Regions from separate parts of the Danio rerio genome. Here region 2 is linked to region 1. Evidence: chromatin contacts called from public Hi-C data. All regions are on one chromosome and are shown on one strand. Each heading gives the region's core, a stretch centred on a gene start, on an enhancer-like site or on the middle of the called end of the contact. The rest is flanking DNA. Distances are from core to core; before and after follow the strand shown.

Region 1 (7,449 bases), core at 2,618-5,117:
ACATTTCTGTTTTGCAGAGACTGTATGAAGTTGGGAGAAGTGGATGGAAAAAAGATCGGCTGTACAGTCAGTCTGCTGGTACGTTATTCACTATCTTTTATATCAATGTTTATCACTTTATATAAGTATTATTCACTCAAAACCTGCTTTGAGTATCGTTCCATCTCAGTTTAGATTTATAGTGAAGGCTCTCAGTCTTGGTTCAAGACCTGGAGGTAAAGAAAAAGAGAAGTTTTTAGCGCTTTAATTCAACAAAACACATCTTTTTCCCTATTATTGTTGATGACCTAGAATGGAATGATTTTTTTTTTTGCTTTTATACGTTCTTCAAGTGTCTTCTTAAAAATCCATTCATATAAAGCAGAGCGATGCTAAGAAGCATTTGAAGAGCATCATCTCCACAGCTCTTTGTCTCTTTTCTGCAGAACTTCTACAAAACGGAGCTGAACAAAGAAGAGATGTACATCCGCTACATTCACAAGCTGTATGACCTGCATCTGAAAGCACAGAATTACACAGGTACTTCAGCTATCAGATTGAAGCACGTAAGGCAGAGAAAATAACATCAGAGAACAAAGCACATTTTTTTAATTGTTAGATCACAGCTTGGCTATATTTGAGGTTATCCTAAGAAAGAGACGTTTTTTTAAGCATCCATGGCTTTCGTCCACAAAACCAATCTTATGTTCCACTGGGTATATTTTTGGGAAGAGCCAAAATTGTGTTTTTGTTATGGGTCAAATTGTTAATTTATGCCAAAAACATTATAATATTAAGTAAAGATCATAATTCATAAGGTTATTTTGTACATTTTCTACTGTAAATGTGTCAAAACCCAATTTGATTGTTAATATGCATTGCTAAGAATCTTTGACAGATCTAAAGTTGATTTTCTCAGTGATCTGATGTTTGCAACCATCAAAATCTCGATTTTTAAATAGTTGTCTTTTCAATGTTTTTAATCAAATTGTTATTCATCCAACAATCCCGCACATCAATGCAAATCCTATTTATACGATCTAGTCAAGCTTTTGGATGACGCATGCGTCTTAATTTCTTAAATATTGACACTAATGACTGGTTTTGTGGTCACATATTTTATGAGTTACATTTTCTGTATTCTGGAGCCCTATATCAAAATTTTACTTCCAGAAGATTTATGGAAAATTAAGCCAATACTAAGTGTTTAGCATTGATAACAATAAGAATTTATTCTTGACCATCAAGTTGGGAAAAATTTAAATTGATTGATTGTGTGACACTGAAATATATTTGTATGGGTGAAAATGATTGATATTTCTTTAAAACCAAAAATCATTAGAATGCTATGTAAAGATCATGTTTCATGAAGATATTTGTATGTATTCTACTGTAAATATACCAAAACACAATTTTTGACTGGTAATATGCACTGCTAAGAACTTAATTTTGATAACTTTGAAGGTATTTTGATGCTTGGAGCCCTCAAATTTCAGATTTTTAGATAGTTACATCTCTGTCAAATGTTTTCTTATTCTAACAATCACACACATCAATGCAAATCTTATGTATGAATCTTAATTTCCCAAATATTTACACTATTGATTGTGGCTGTTTTTATAGTCACATATTTCATAAGTTGCATAGACTGAAGCACAATAAAAAACATAAATTACATCTAAAATAATAATAATAAAAAAAACACTGAATAAAATGACAGAAAATGTTCAGATTACTTCCAGTAATCGATGATAATATACCTTAATACCTTAATTATGTGACAAATCTATTAAACTAATCTTTCATGATACTACTCTGCTGACCTTAAAGTAAAAAAAAAACAAATAATAACCAAAAAGATATTAAAGGTTATTTTGTAAAGTACTGTTCTAGCGTGATGTGTACGTATGAGATATACACTATGTATATACTTGCACATATTTATTGAAAGGGGAGGAAAAACATATTTTGATAAAACATATTTTAATATAACGCATATTTTTAAATTGATAAGTATGTGTTTATCCAGGAAATGTTTTAGTGTAAATGTTTAAAAAGGTGATAGATAGATAGATAGATAGATAGATAGATAGATAGATAGATAGATAGATAGATAGATAGATAGATAGATAGATAGATAGATAGATGGATGGATGGATGGATGGATGGATGGATGGATGGATGGATGGATGGATGGATGGATGGATGGATGGATGGATGGATGGATGGATGGATGGATGGATGGATCACTCTCTAATCTTCTTTTCCACTGTTATTTTATCATGTTTTTTGTCTCTACAGAGGCCTCGTATACTCTTCTGCTGTATGACGAGCTGCTGGAATGGTCTGAAAGGCCCTTGAGGGAGTTTTTGAGTTATCCCATGCAGAGCGAGTGGCAGAGAAAGGAGTATCTGCATCTCACAATCATCCAGAACTTTGATCGCGGAAAGGTCTGAATTTTCTCTGCATTTTTCCTTTCATTTTTCATCTTGCTTCTTGTTATGAAATTATCAATGGGTGATTGTATTTCGAGCAGTTATCCTTCACAACGAAATGCTATGTACATAATCAGCGACTTAATCACTTTGTCTGCTGATGAGAGTGAAAAATCAGTGCATTTGTTGTCTGCTTTCATTGTGGCAGGAGTCATCTGTCGGGATGCAGGATTTAGAAAGTAATATCACTGAAACGTTTCTGCTTGATGAATGATATACGTCTTAGTGTATGAGTGTTTGGCAAATGAAATAGATCTGATCTTTTTTTTAAGCACTATAAAATATTGCAGATCAAAGTGCACGCTGACATATAAAAGAAAAGTACAGTACAAACTACAATAGATTGGAGAATATAAAGCCTTATTAGTTTATTTTTTTGTAGACAAATCATGTTTTATTTTATAGGTTTACTTAAAAATAGAAAGCAATATTCATATATTTTTGTATTCAAAGCATTATATTTATTTTATTTGTGCTTTATTCTTGCTTGCTTTAAAAAGCATTTCCTTTAATTAGAAAATATTAAGCCATATTAATTAACTTTTTGTAGGCAAATTGTATTTTATTATTATATTATTGGTTTAATTAGGAAATATAAAGTAATATTAATGTTTTTGTATTCAAATAATTTAATTTAATTTAATTATTTTTTAATTTAATTTAATTTAATTTAATTTTATTTTATTTTATTTTATTTTATTTTATTTTATTTTATTTTATTTTATTTTCTATTTTATTCATATTAATGGTGCTCTAGTGTCTCCTACTGGTACTTTATAAAATTGCATGTGAATTAAAACGCTCCTCTCTCCTCAGTGTTGGGAGAACGGCATCCTCCTGTGCAGAGAGTTAGCAGACCAGTATGAATCCTACTACGATTACAGAAACCTCAGCAAGATGAGGGTGAGTTACAGCTCTTTAAAGAAGCGCATTTCCCTTAGCTCTTAAAGGGATCAACATTTCATTAACATAACTCTTACACATCAACCCTAATTAGTGACTTAATGCATCATTTTACAAGAATGCCATTCATAACAGAAGTCATTTATCTAACATTTACAGGCAGAGAATGTGGAATATTGTCATGCAAATATATATTTATGAAGGAAATGTTCACAATTAATTAGATGCATGAAGTGTGTGCACCAGTCTGCTAACCATATGCAAATCACAGATGATGGAGGCTTCGTTTTACGATAAAATCATGGACCAACAGCGGCTGGAGCCGGAGTTCTTCAGAGTGGGCTTTTACGGCAAGAAGTTCCCCTTCTTTCTACGGGTTTGTGTCTTCTTTGTCTCTGACAGTAACTCTGAAGTCCACTTGGTGTCAGTATTAACCAGGTTATTTGTGTGTGTGCGTGTGATGTGCAGAATAAGGAGTTTGTGTGTCGTGGTCATGACTACGAGCGTCTGGAGGCGTTCCAGCAGCGCATGCTCAATGAGTTCCCTCATGCCATCGCAATGCAACACGCCAACCAGCCTGACCAGACCATTTACCAGGCTGAAGCCCAGTGTATCCTTCACACATCTCTGCCTTAAAAAGAGTCTAACTTTTGCAGGTTCACAACAGTTGGTATTTTTTTAATATAGCTTATACTTAGGAATCTGAACACAATACACTGAAATGAAGTGTGGAAAACAGTCGGTCAGAATAAAAAAATAAAATAAAATAAAATAAAATAAAAAAAACGCAAATGAAATATGTGGAACATAAATGGGGAACACTAGTGAAACATTGTTTTTATGTGAAGCTTGTGACCAAATAAGAATAACTGAAGACATGTGAAAATATGATCGAGAGGTAGAAAACCTGTGCAGTTTCATGTGAAATATGTGGAACATAAATGGAACATAAATGGAACACGTATTGAAATATTTTCATATGAAACTCGCATGTGGAAATGTGATCACAAAAAAATCAAATGTTTCATAACCACGTATATGCTTCACTTGTTTTTTTTTCATGTGTTCCACATTTGATTTTAATGTGATGTTCATGTGGTGTCTGTAAAACCAGCGATACCACAAACAAACAACTAATAAAAATATTGGCTAAAACAAAAAGGGAACTAGTGCTGCACACAAACAAACCAGTGCTTACCATTTTCACAGTATTCATACTCACCATAGAAAGATTTGCTTGTGCAAACATGTCTGATATTCTCATAATCCATATTAAATAGTTATCAAAGCAAATATTTATTAAATTCAACAAAATGACAACTAACTACTTTGTATTTCCTCTCGAACATCTTCCTTGGTGTGTCCAGGCCTTAAGGACTAGAGTTTGAATTAAATTTGGTGTGCATTAAATAAGCATTTTGATGTGAAACATCCTTCCTGTTACTTTAATCACAGACTTTTAAGTTGAAATCACATTATTTGGGAGTCGCAGTCAACTTTCCCAATGTTGTGATACTACAAATTGTCCTACACCAATATCATTGTGGGACCTGGTGGTGATTTGCCAACAAGTTTAACATATGATTGTTCGTTAATAGACAGTACAGTAAATGCACACTGACTTTTAGTTTGCAATCAGCAAGCCTAAGCACTAAATGTCATGCTATTATAAAATCAGCATGTTTAAGACCTGATTTCGTTCAAAATCAGTGATCTTCACCGCCTAATTGATAAATAAAAATTTTCCATGTCCTGTCTTCAAAATATGGAAATTTATTTCATCCCAGTATTTTCAATGGAGTTTCAGTATCCTACTGTTACTGATGGCGCTAGTTTTCATCTTGTTTTACGCTTAAACAACTAAATGAACACTTAAATCTGTTTAACCGATTGTATTTTAATTACATTGCAACATCCGTCAAAGGAACCATGTAAAATTGAAAATAGTCACATAAACCTTTCACTGGAAGTTTATCATTGGCTGAAAACACTACCTGTGCATATTATAAAATATTTACAGTACATGAGTGTGATCGAACATCAGCCCTACTCCAGCAAAGCCAGAGTCGCTAACTTTAACTACACATCCACGTGTCTGCTAATCGATCCCCTTCCCCTCTCTCTGTGCACACATCAGCGGTGGAGACAGCAGGTCATAGGAGAGCGTTTGCTCAATTGATGAGACACGGACCTGGAGGCCTGGAGCTCAGAGAATTTGTGACGTCCTCCTCAGCACAATTAGAGCAGACAGGCCCGGTCAAACTGCATGAGCGCAGCGTTTTGTTATCCAAAGCCAGCGATTAATCATTGGTCTTCCTGGATGTCTGCCCTGCTCGATTCATATTTATGTGCTGATCAGAACTCGTATCTGTAAGGCACATGATGTTGGGGTTTTCAACATTTTGCGGGGGGTGTTTTCCAAATGGAATGTTGTCTGCTTTTGTTGGTGAGGAGGGGATAGCAGTAATACAGCAAAATCTCTTATTGAACTCTGTCTTTATAATATAATATAATATAATATAATATAATATAATATAATATAATATAATATAATATAATATAATATAATATAATAATGTAATTAATATAATATAGTATAATATAATATAATTAATATAATATAATATAATATAATATAATATAATATAATATAATATAATTAATATAATATCATATAATTAGTATAATATAATATAATTAATATAATATAATATAATATAATAATGTAATTAATATAATATAATATAGTATAATATAATATAATTAATATAATATAATTAAGATAATATAAAATAATATAATTAATATAATATAATATAATATAAAATAATATAATTAATATAATATAATATAATATAATATAATTAATATAAAATAATATAATATAATATAATATAATTAATATAATATAATATAATATAATATAATATAATATAATATAATATAATATAATATAAAAGTTAATATTAAATAATCAAATAATACTGTATAAAACTGTTGTAAATATATGCATACACTACAAAAAATACTGGGTTCCACACAAACGATTTGTGTTGGGAGGACATGAAGGAATTAACAGGGTTTATACGGTTCTGGAAAACCTGAAAAGGTCTGAAAAAATATTTGAGATGAACTTAGCTTATACTTGATACTATATTTGATGTGTATCCTTTAACAAAATTAAATGGGTAGAAAAAAGCAATAACTTAAAAAAATCTAAACCAACTTTACCTTCGCCTCTCTTTCACTGTAAATCAAGATGCATTTTGAGAGCAATATCTAACTGCAGAGGTAAGATACTGTGAGTGCTGAAGGATACTTTGTACTAGTCTTAAGTCTTTTGAAAACACAAGCCATCATTATGAAACTTTCACGCAGACAGCAAGATACTTTCTAAAAACTATTTTACAGATATAAAAATAAATATAAACCCCATAGATTGTCATATATTTTTTTGATATGCTGTAATAAATTTGAACATGCATTTTTTTGTCATTTACTAAGTGTACATAGACATAACATGAAATTTGAAACAAGATCATGAATATTTACTTTAAAGTTTTGGAAAAGTCATTGAAAAGTCATGGAATTTTAGTAGTAAAAATGTGTATGAAGCCTGAATTAAGTTAACTTTTAATAATAAAAATAATAATAATATTAAATAATAAACTTTATTTTTATATAGCATCTTTAAAAGTAGCCCCTCGAGGCACTTTACAGACATTTAAAATGTGCAGCACTAAAAGATTCAAGGGTAAATGCAAAAAAGCAATAATTAAAAACACATAAAAACAATAGTAATAGGTCTAAAACTAATAATAACCGTAAAAAGTAATTTTAAGAAATGATTTAAAAACAGTCTGTGTTGCGAATATCTGAGGGTAAAGGGTTCCATACCTTAGGTGCCAATGAAGAGAATGCCTTCCATTGATTTTACCTGCGTTGACTGAGACCAGCATCAGATGAGCGCAAAGCATGTCTAGGAGGGCATGGGATTAAAAGCTCAGATAAATATTGTGTTATCTTTTAGTTCTAGTTTATACAAATTTAAGTAGATTGAATATAAAAAAAT
Region 2 (7,449 bases), core at 2,018-4,517, 440 kb after region 1:
CATTTACAATTTACTAGAACTATGTTAAGCTGCTTTGACAATGTACATTGTAAAAGTGCTATAGAAATAAAGATGAATTGAATTGAAAGATGTGATGTGTATATATATATATATATATATATATATATATATATATATATATATATATATATATATATATATATATATATATATATATATAACATTCATTTATGTCAATATATGACCATTTATGTATTTGTTTGATGTAGATTTAAATGTATTTGTTTCATTTATTGCTTATTTGCCTATGTGTTAGGTTTGTTTGTTAGGCAGACATTTAAATTTGTAAAAAGTATCCAAGTAAAACTGTTGTATATGTATGAAAATGTATGTAAAAACATTTTAGGAAGTATATACAGTAATTTTGGCATTTATTTGTATAATTTAGAAAAACATACCATTACAAAACAGCTTGTTACATTACTGGACATCACAAGCTGCTATTTCATGCCAAATAATGTGTTATCATCTACTTCACTTATAAATTCTTCTTATTATTTCCATATAAAAGCTCCTTTGTGTTTACTATATTTATGTAATGGCAGGCCAGTATATTCACTCTTTACTTTTTCTGACTGATTTAGACTGTAATGGAATGATGTGCACCTTTTGTTTAGCTGCTTTAGAGTGATAATCATTGTTAAAAGCACTATTGACCTTATTTAGATATGTGGAAGTCTACTCAATTCTGTGATTGTTTTAGAACGCCTGATTCAGTGGCCTTTGGGAGAAATGACTAGGCTTAATAAACAATCAAACTACTTGCTCTACAAATAAGTGTACTATATTCATGACTATACCTAAAAAGTAGGATAGTATAAGAAGAAAACATCAATTTGCAACATCAATTAGCATGATAATGAGCTGTTTTTAATGTCTAAAATTGAATGTAAGTGAATGAGTCCAGATGTCTCAAGCCAAAAAGATTCAGATGGCTGCATCCACTTATATTGTATGTGAAGAATAAGGTCAATACAAGTAAACTGAGTTGACTGTACAGAAAGCATCTTAATTTTACATTGCATACAATCTGTCTGCTGGTCTAAATATCAGATCAACACAACATTCAGAACGCCTCTACGGTTTATTAGCTTGCATAGTTGTGATGGGCAAATCTTTCACTGTCAGCTCAGGTCATTAAAGTGTGTTATCAGTGCTGACAGTGAAGAGTGTGATGGCGACGAGTGAAAAAGAGGCGCTCCTAAAAATAAGAGTGATCAGAGGCGCACATGTATTCGGTCGTGAGCGATGCGTCATGGGACGTTTGGGTTTTGCTTCTGTCGACAGCTGCTGTTTTCATTTTCCACATTCCTCTAAAGGTGTGTGTGCCCTTCCAGCGTCCCCCGTTCACGCTCTTTACCAACACAACAGCCAGACAGGTTCAGCACGTAGACCAGTGGTCAAACGTTCAAAAAGAAATCCATTATAGGGGTCGTGTGTTCATCCATGTGAAACTTGTAGTCTGAAGGATTACTCAAAAAAATTATGTTTGCTGTGTGTTTAAACTACGCATTTAAAATTAGCTGAAACAACACAATTATTGAGGGCTTTTTTTTTTTAAATTTGTAAAAGCTAATAAGTTAACTTAATTCCTTCATATTGTCCCAACATAAATCTGATTGTGTGGAACCCAGCATTTTTTACAGCATTGCAGTGGATGATCTGCCTGTTTTAATTACAGGCTTAATAAGTTTTATTTGGTGAATACAATTTTTTATTTAAATATAAGGTAAGTTATTTGCAATAAGAGGTAGTTATACAAATGCAAATTATATGTTAGATAAAATGTAAATATTTATTTATTTTGTTTATTTGTTTGTTTGTTTATTTTTGTTTATTCATTTATTTATTTTGGTTTATTTATATTTGTTTGTTTGTTTGTTTTACTTTGTTTATTATTTATATATTTATTTTTATATTTATTCATTTATTTATTTATCTATGCATTTATTTATTTATTTATATTTTTTTGTTTGCTTGTTTTATTTAGTTTATTTATTTATTTACTTATTTTTGTTTATTTGTTTATGTATTTATTTTTTATTTGTCCATTTTATTAATAAATTTTTTTTATTCAATATAATTTTTTTAAATGTTTTTATATTATTGTATTTATTATCGTTAGGAAAAGTATAAACATTTAAAAACATTCATGCCAAATGCATTTTTTTTATTTCTATTTAACTATATATATGTATATTTTTATTTTTACTGTTTTATTATATATTTTTTCATTTATTCATTAATTTATCTTTATTAATTTACGTCAAATTAATGTACTCATTTATTTCTGTTTAACTATACGCATGTATACATTAAAAAAAATGGAAATATGTACATAACACTCACGTAAAGTAATTTTTTATTCATATTTTTTTCCATTCTTTACTTCATTAATTAATTCATTCAATTATTTATTTGTATAATTTCTATTATCGGTAGGCAAACTGAACATATAAAAAATGAGATTTATTCAGATTAAACTATTTGGCTATCTATTTATATATGAATATTTAATATTTATTTATTTTTAGTTTTTTGTATAATTTATATTATCATTAGGCAACATGTAAATAAAAAAACATTTAGATGTAATTATTTAGATTAAACTATTAAACTATATTTATATTAACTATGTATTTGTTTATTTGTTCGTAAGATTAAAATTTAAATATGTAAAAATATACATTTAAAAAAATTATTAAGTCTATTTACTTTTATTTATTTATTTATATTATGAAAAAAAAATTGCATTAAAAATACCAAACAGTTTCGACAAAATTAGCCTAAAACTTAACCATAAAAAAAACTTTAAATTCATTATGGGCTTGTGCTTGTAATCTGAGGCTTTTAACTCAAAAGTTGGACATAAATCCACCCCGTCCTCCCTATTTTATGACTTAAATGCTCTGATCTATTTTCATGTTCTTCCCAGCAGTCTCGAGGTGATACTTGCCTGTAATTAATGCCACGCTCCACTGAATGCTAGGACTCTCATTTAAAATCCAGGCCTCCGAGCATCAGTGAATGACAGTGTGAGACACGCCATAAAATGCTCAATTAAGCAATTATGTGCATTTCTATCTGCAGCACCTGACCGAGGCTCTGTGTTATGTTTGGGTAGAATGACAATCGCCTGAAACCAATCAATGAGTTCATATTGATAACTAACAGCATTTTTGTTTGTTTGTCCAATAATTATCTGTGCTAAAGCCAGTGCTAAATGCATGCATGTGAATTGTGCAGTTTCAGGACAGTGGTGTGATGGGAGGCGCTGCATGCACGGGTTATTTTGGTTGTCCATTCACATGTGAGAGGTGAGGTTGGGATCAATGGTTGAAAATCTGCCTGTGCTCCATCACTCCTGCGCTCAAGCTCCTCGACTCCTCTTCAAAGGTAAGAGCCCTGGATCAGTGTGTTTTATCATGTCTAACCGGAGAAATCAAAGCTCCACTTCAGAGCTCTTTTAAGTTGGAGAGCAATGAAGACTCTCTTTGATTCAGGCAAATGGAAACTTGAGTTTTTGTTTATTTTTGCATGTTTTCCGGCATGATTAATGACACTAGGATGCGCGGTCTAATAGTGCCGGCTATTTTGAGGTCAACGACAGGCCCTCTTTAGCAATGACTGGACCGACATTCTGGATGGAGTTTGTGTTGGTTGTAACTGTATATTGTTTGAGATGGTTCCAGTGTATTGTCCTGTCAAACTGTCAAGGGTGTCTTTATTTTATATTCACTCAGAAGATTAAGCTTGCTGTTTGTTCAAACATTGTTACATGTACTAAAATGAGATGAAACAACAATATAAGGTCCCACTTTATATTAAGTGGCCTTAACTAATATGTACTTACATAGGAACCAATAGTTTATTACAATGTACTTATTGTGTAAATACTTGTATTTACTGTGTACTTAGGCTTGATTAAATACATGTATGTAATTACATCTGTAATTACCTTCTGTAATTACATTTGTAAATACACTGTTGACCATCCCTTACACAATAACCCACCCTTAAACCTACCCATACCACCAAACCTGTCCATAACCCAACCTCTATCCCAAGTCAAAAGCACCACAAGTGTTTTCAAACACATTATAAACACAGTAAGTACATTGTATTTATTTTTTTGATGTGAGTACATAGTAGTTAGGGACACTTAATATAAAGTGGGACCTGCTAACCTAATCGAGTTGTGTTGGAACAACATGAATAAATTGTGTCAAGTTCTGCATTTTTTTACAGTGTATATACTACACTGAAAAAAGTGCTGTCTGCAAAATTGTTGCAAACAACCTATATGAGTTGAGTTTAAACAAACAAATTACATTTATTAATGTTCAACTTAATTTGTTTGTTTAAATTCAGACCATAAATCCAATCATCTTTGAATAGTTTTTTTTCATTGTATAAGAAAGGTTGGGTTCCACACAATGTTTTTTTCATGTTGTCCCAACACAAATCTATTAAGTTAGCTTAATAATTTGTACATATTTAAGTGGATTGATCAAACATTTTTTCTTGTTCCCATCAAAACCTTAAAAATCGTGTCACTTCAACTAATTTTTAATAAGTAGTTTGAGCAAGCAGTAAACGTAATTTTTTGAGTATATGTATACTGTATATTCAACTTTGTTGTGAGTAAGGTTATATATATATATATATATATATATATATATATATATATATATATATATATATATATATATATATATACACACACACACACACACACACACACACACACACACACACACTACTGGTCAAAAGTTTTTTATTTATTTATTTTTTTTATAATTTAAATAGAATTTTCTTGAAAATTCTGTTATAATTTACTCTTCCTCCTTGTCACAAACCTGTCAGAGCTTCTTTCTTACTGTTGAACACAAAAGAAGATATTTTGAAACATGCTAAAAACTTGAAAAACACTGAAAAAAAAGATGCAAAGATGATTCCTTGGATTTACATTTTTATTTTTTATGTTAAGCGGTTGTAAACTATTTATTTGGGCTGAATTTAAACAAACAAATCAAGTTGAACAATACTCTATTTTGTTTGTTTAAATTTAACGCATATCAATTATTTGCAATTTTTTAAGTGTATTTTTGTGTTTAACAGGAAAAAATAGCTCATTAAGCTTTAGAGCCACTTAAGAGAGTAAAGTAATACTGAGTGAATTTAACTATTTGGGTGAACTATCCCTACACTCTTAAAAATAAAGGTTCGCAAGATGTCACAGCCGTGTTGCCTGTTCAAAAGGTACAAATTTGTACCTTAAAGGTCTATATTAATACCCTAAGGAATTAATTAATTAAGAAAGAAATACTTAAAAAAATTCCTTGCTCTGTTAAAAATAATTTAGGAAATATTTGAAAAAAATAAAACAAATAAAATAAAAAAACTGTGGCTTTAACTTTATATACTCAAAAAAATAGCATTTTAAAAAAATCTAATTATTTCAGATGTCTTAAGCAGAAAAAGACAAGTTACAGTCATGCGATTGACTGACTTATAGAATACATTTTTAGAGGAGAAACGAGGAGGATGAGAGGAGTCACGGTGACCTGCAAAAAAAATGCAGTTGTAAATGAAATTCTCACTTTTGATTTTCTTGGAAGCGCTTGACTACAGTTCAGGCTCATTTACTATCACACAAGAGCCCTTAAAAGTGTCAGCCATGAAGGTCAATGACTCGACTGCCTCTCGCCCAAAGTCATGCCAGATCTATGAAGGACGTTAACATTAGCAGGACCACGGCCAAATACAACAAGCTGATGAAGAGAGTGCGCCATTTACTACCAATACTCAAAGTGCCGTTTCCCCTCAGATGACACTGTTCACTTTCATTCCTTCATTTTCCTTCAGCTTAGTCCTTTAGTTTTCAAGGGTCGCCACAGTGGAATGAACCGCCAACTATTCCAGCATGTTTTACGCAGCGGGTGTCCTTCTAACTGCAACCCGGTACTTGGAAACACCCATACACACTCATTCACACTCACACACACACTCGTACACTACGGCCAGTTTAGTTTATTCAATTCACCTACACAGCACTTGACTTTGGACTGTGGGGGAAACCAGAACACAAGGAGGAAACCCGCACGTGAGAACATGCAACGTGTATTCTTCATAACTACAGTGCTCAGCAAATAATAAAGTGGACATATGCTAAAATATCCTAAATATTAAATAAAATAGTGAATATTAACACAACACAAATATATTGTCTATACTCGCAGAAAATGCATAATAATCATCATTTTTAAAATAATTGATGCTGTCCTCTCACCATGACAGTATTTCAGGCACTGTGTCATTAGCATCTCTCATAACAGCATTGAATTCACAACCCTATTCTGCTTTTTGTCTTCAGATTTAATCCCTTAACATTATTTTCCCAAAAGAACCCCATTAACCCTTGTTCAGAGTGGCCGCCGTCAATGCGAGACAGTCAAGGTTTTTGTTTTCTCCTCGGGGACCGAAAAGTCAGGACCCCGATCTTTGTGAACCTCAAGCTGTAATGAATGTATCTTTGAAGATCCTGAGGAAATTGCTGATGTGCACAGATATATTGCTGGACTAAAGGTCACGGATCTTCTGAGGACCGGTATTAAAGTTCCCCTGAAGAGCCTTTAAATGCGCAGCTTTTTTCAATGTATGATGTCATCTAAACTGAAAGATGGACAATATTGAGTAGCTCCACCCCCCTTCTTTTTTTTTTTAAATGATCCAATAGCGTTTTTGTTTATATCACTGCTCTGCCAATCAGAGTTGTTGAGCACATTTGACCACAGCCACAGACTTTAATTCATTCATTCATTTTCCTTCAGCTTAGTCCCTTATTTATCAGGGGTCACCACAGCGGAATGAACCGCCAGCTTATCCAGCATATGTTTTACACAGCGGATGCCCTTACAGGTGCAACCTATCACTGGGAAACACCCATACACACTCATATGCTCACACACTACAGCCAATTTTGTTTATCCAATTTACATGAATGTCTCTGGACTGTGGGGGAAACCAGAGCACCCGGAGAAAATCCACACCACAAGGGGAGAACATGCAAACTCCACACAGAAATGCTAACTGGCCCAGCTGGGACTCGAACCAGTGACCTTCTTGCTATGAGGCGACAGTGCTAACCACTGAGCCACCATGTTGCGACAGTCTATAATAGCATTGGTAATTCTCTCAAACAATTTCTCCACTTTAAAATACAGTATTCAGTGTAATGCAAATGTCTACGATACTACTTCGCAGGGTGGGAATTACAGAGTTTTCGGAGGTCTGACCACCATAATTAAAGCTTGATCTTCCAGTCATATAGTTTGCTCAGATGTGTATCTTAAAAAAATGTATTTATATATATATATATATATATATATATATATATATATATATATATATATATATATATATATA

Evidence for each region. Hi-C and Micro-C count contacts between places; a contact is called where the count stands out from the background.
Region 2: a Hi-C map of an unstated tissue shows a contact between it and region 1, with 4 times the contacts expected there. The contact joins the promoter of tnni4a here to the enhancer-like site in region 1. A contact is called at or near these places in 3 of 18 Hi-C or Micro-C datasets (caudal fin, skeletal muscle and an unstated tissue).

Annotation. Positions count from the first base shown.
Region 1 is chr4:7,433,079-7,440,527 of GRCz12tu, forward strand. dock4b (dedicator of cytokinesis 4b) reads left to right here. Exons shown (of 52, transcript NM_001166228.1): 34 at 18-78; 35 at 426-519; 36 at 2,281-2,429; 37 at 3,291-3,377; 38 at 3,649-3,753; 39 at 3,846-3,987. Among named protein-coding and RNA genes, the nearest start is that of dock4b, 86 kb to the left of the region's middle. Within about 2 kb of position 3,868, at least 9 of the 62 cell types and tissues checked have an H3K27ac peak or open chromatin away from gene starts, as enhancers often do.
Region 2 is chr4:7,871,290-7,878,738 of GRCz12tu, forward strand. It overlaps tnni4a (troponin I4a), which reads left to right and starts at 3,268. Exons shown (of 7, transcript NR_130146.1): 1 at 3,268-3,417.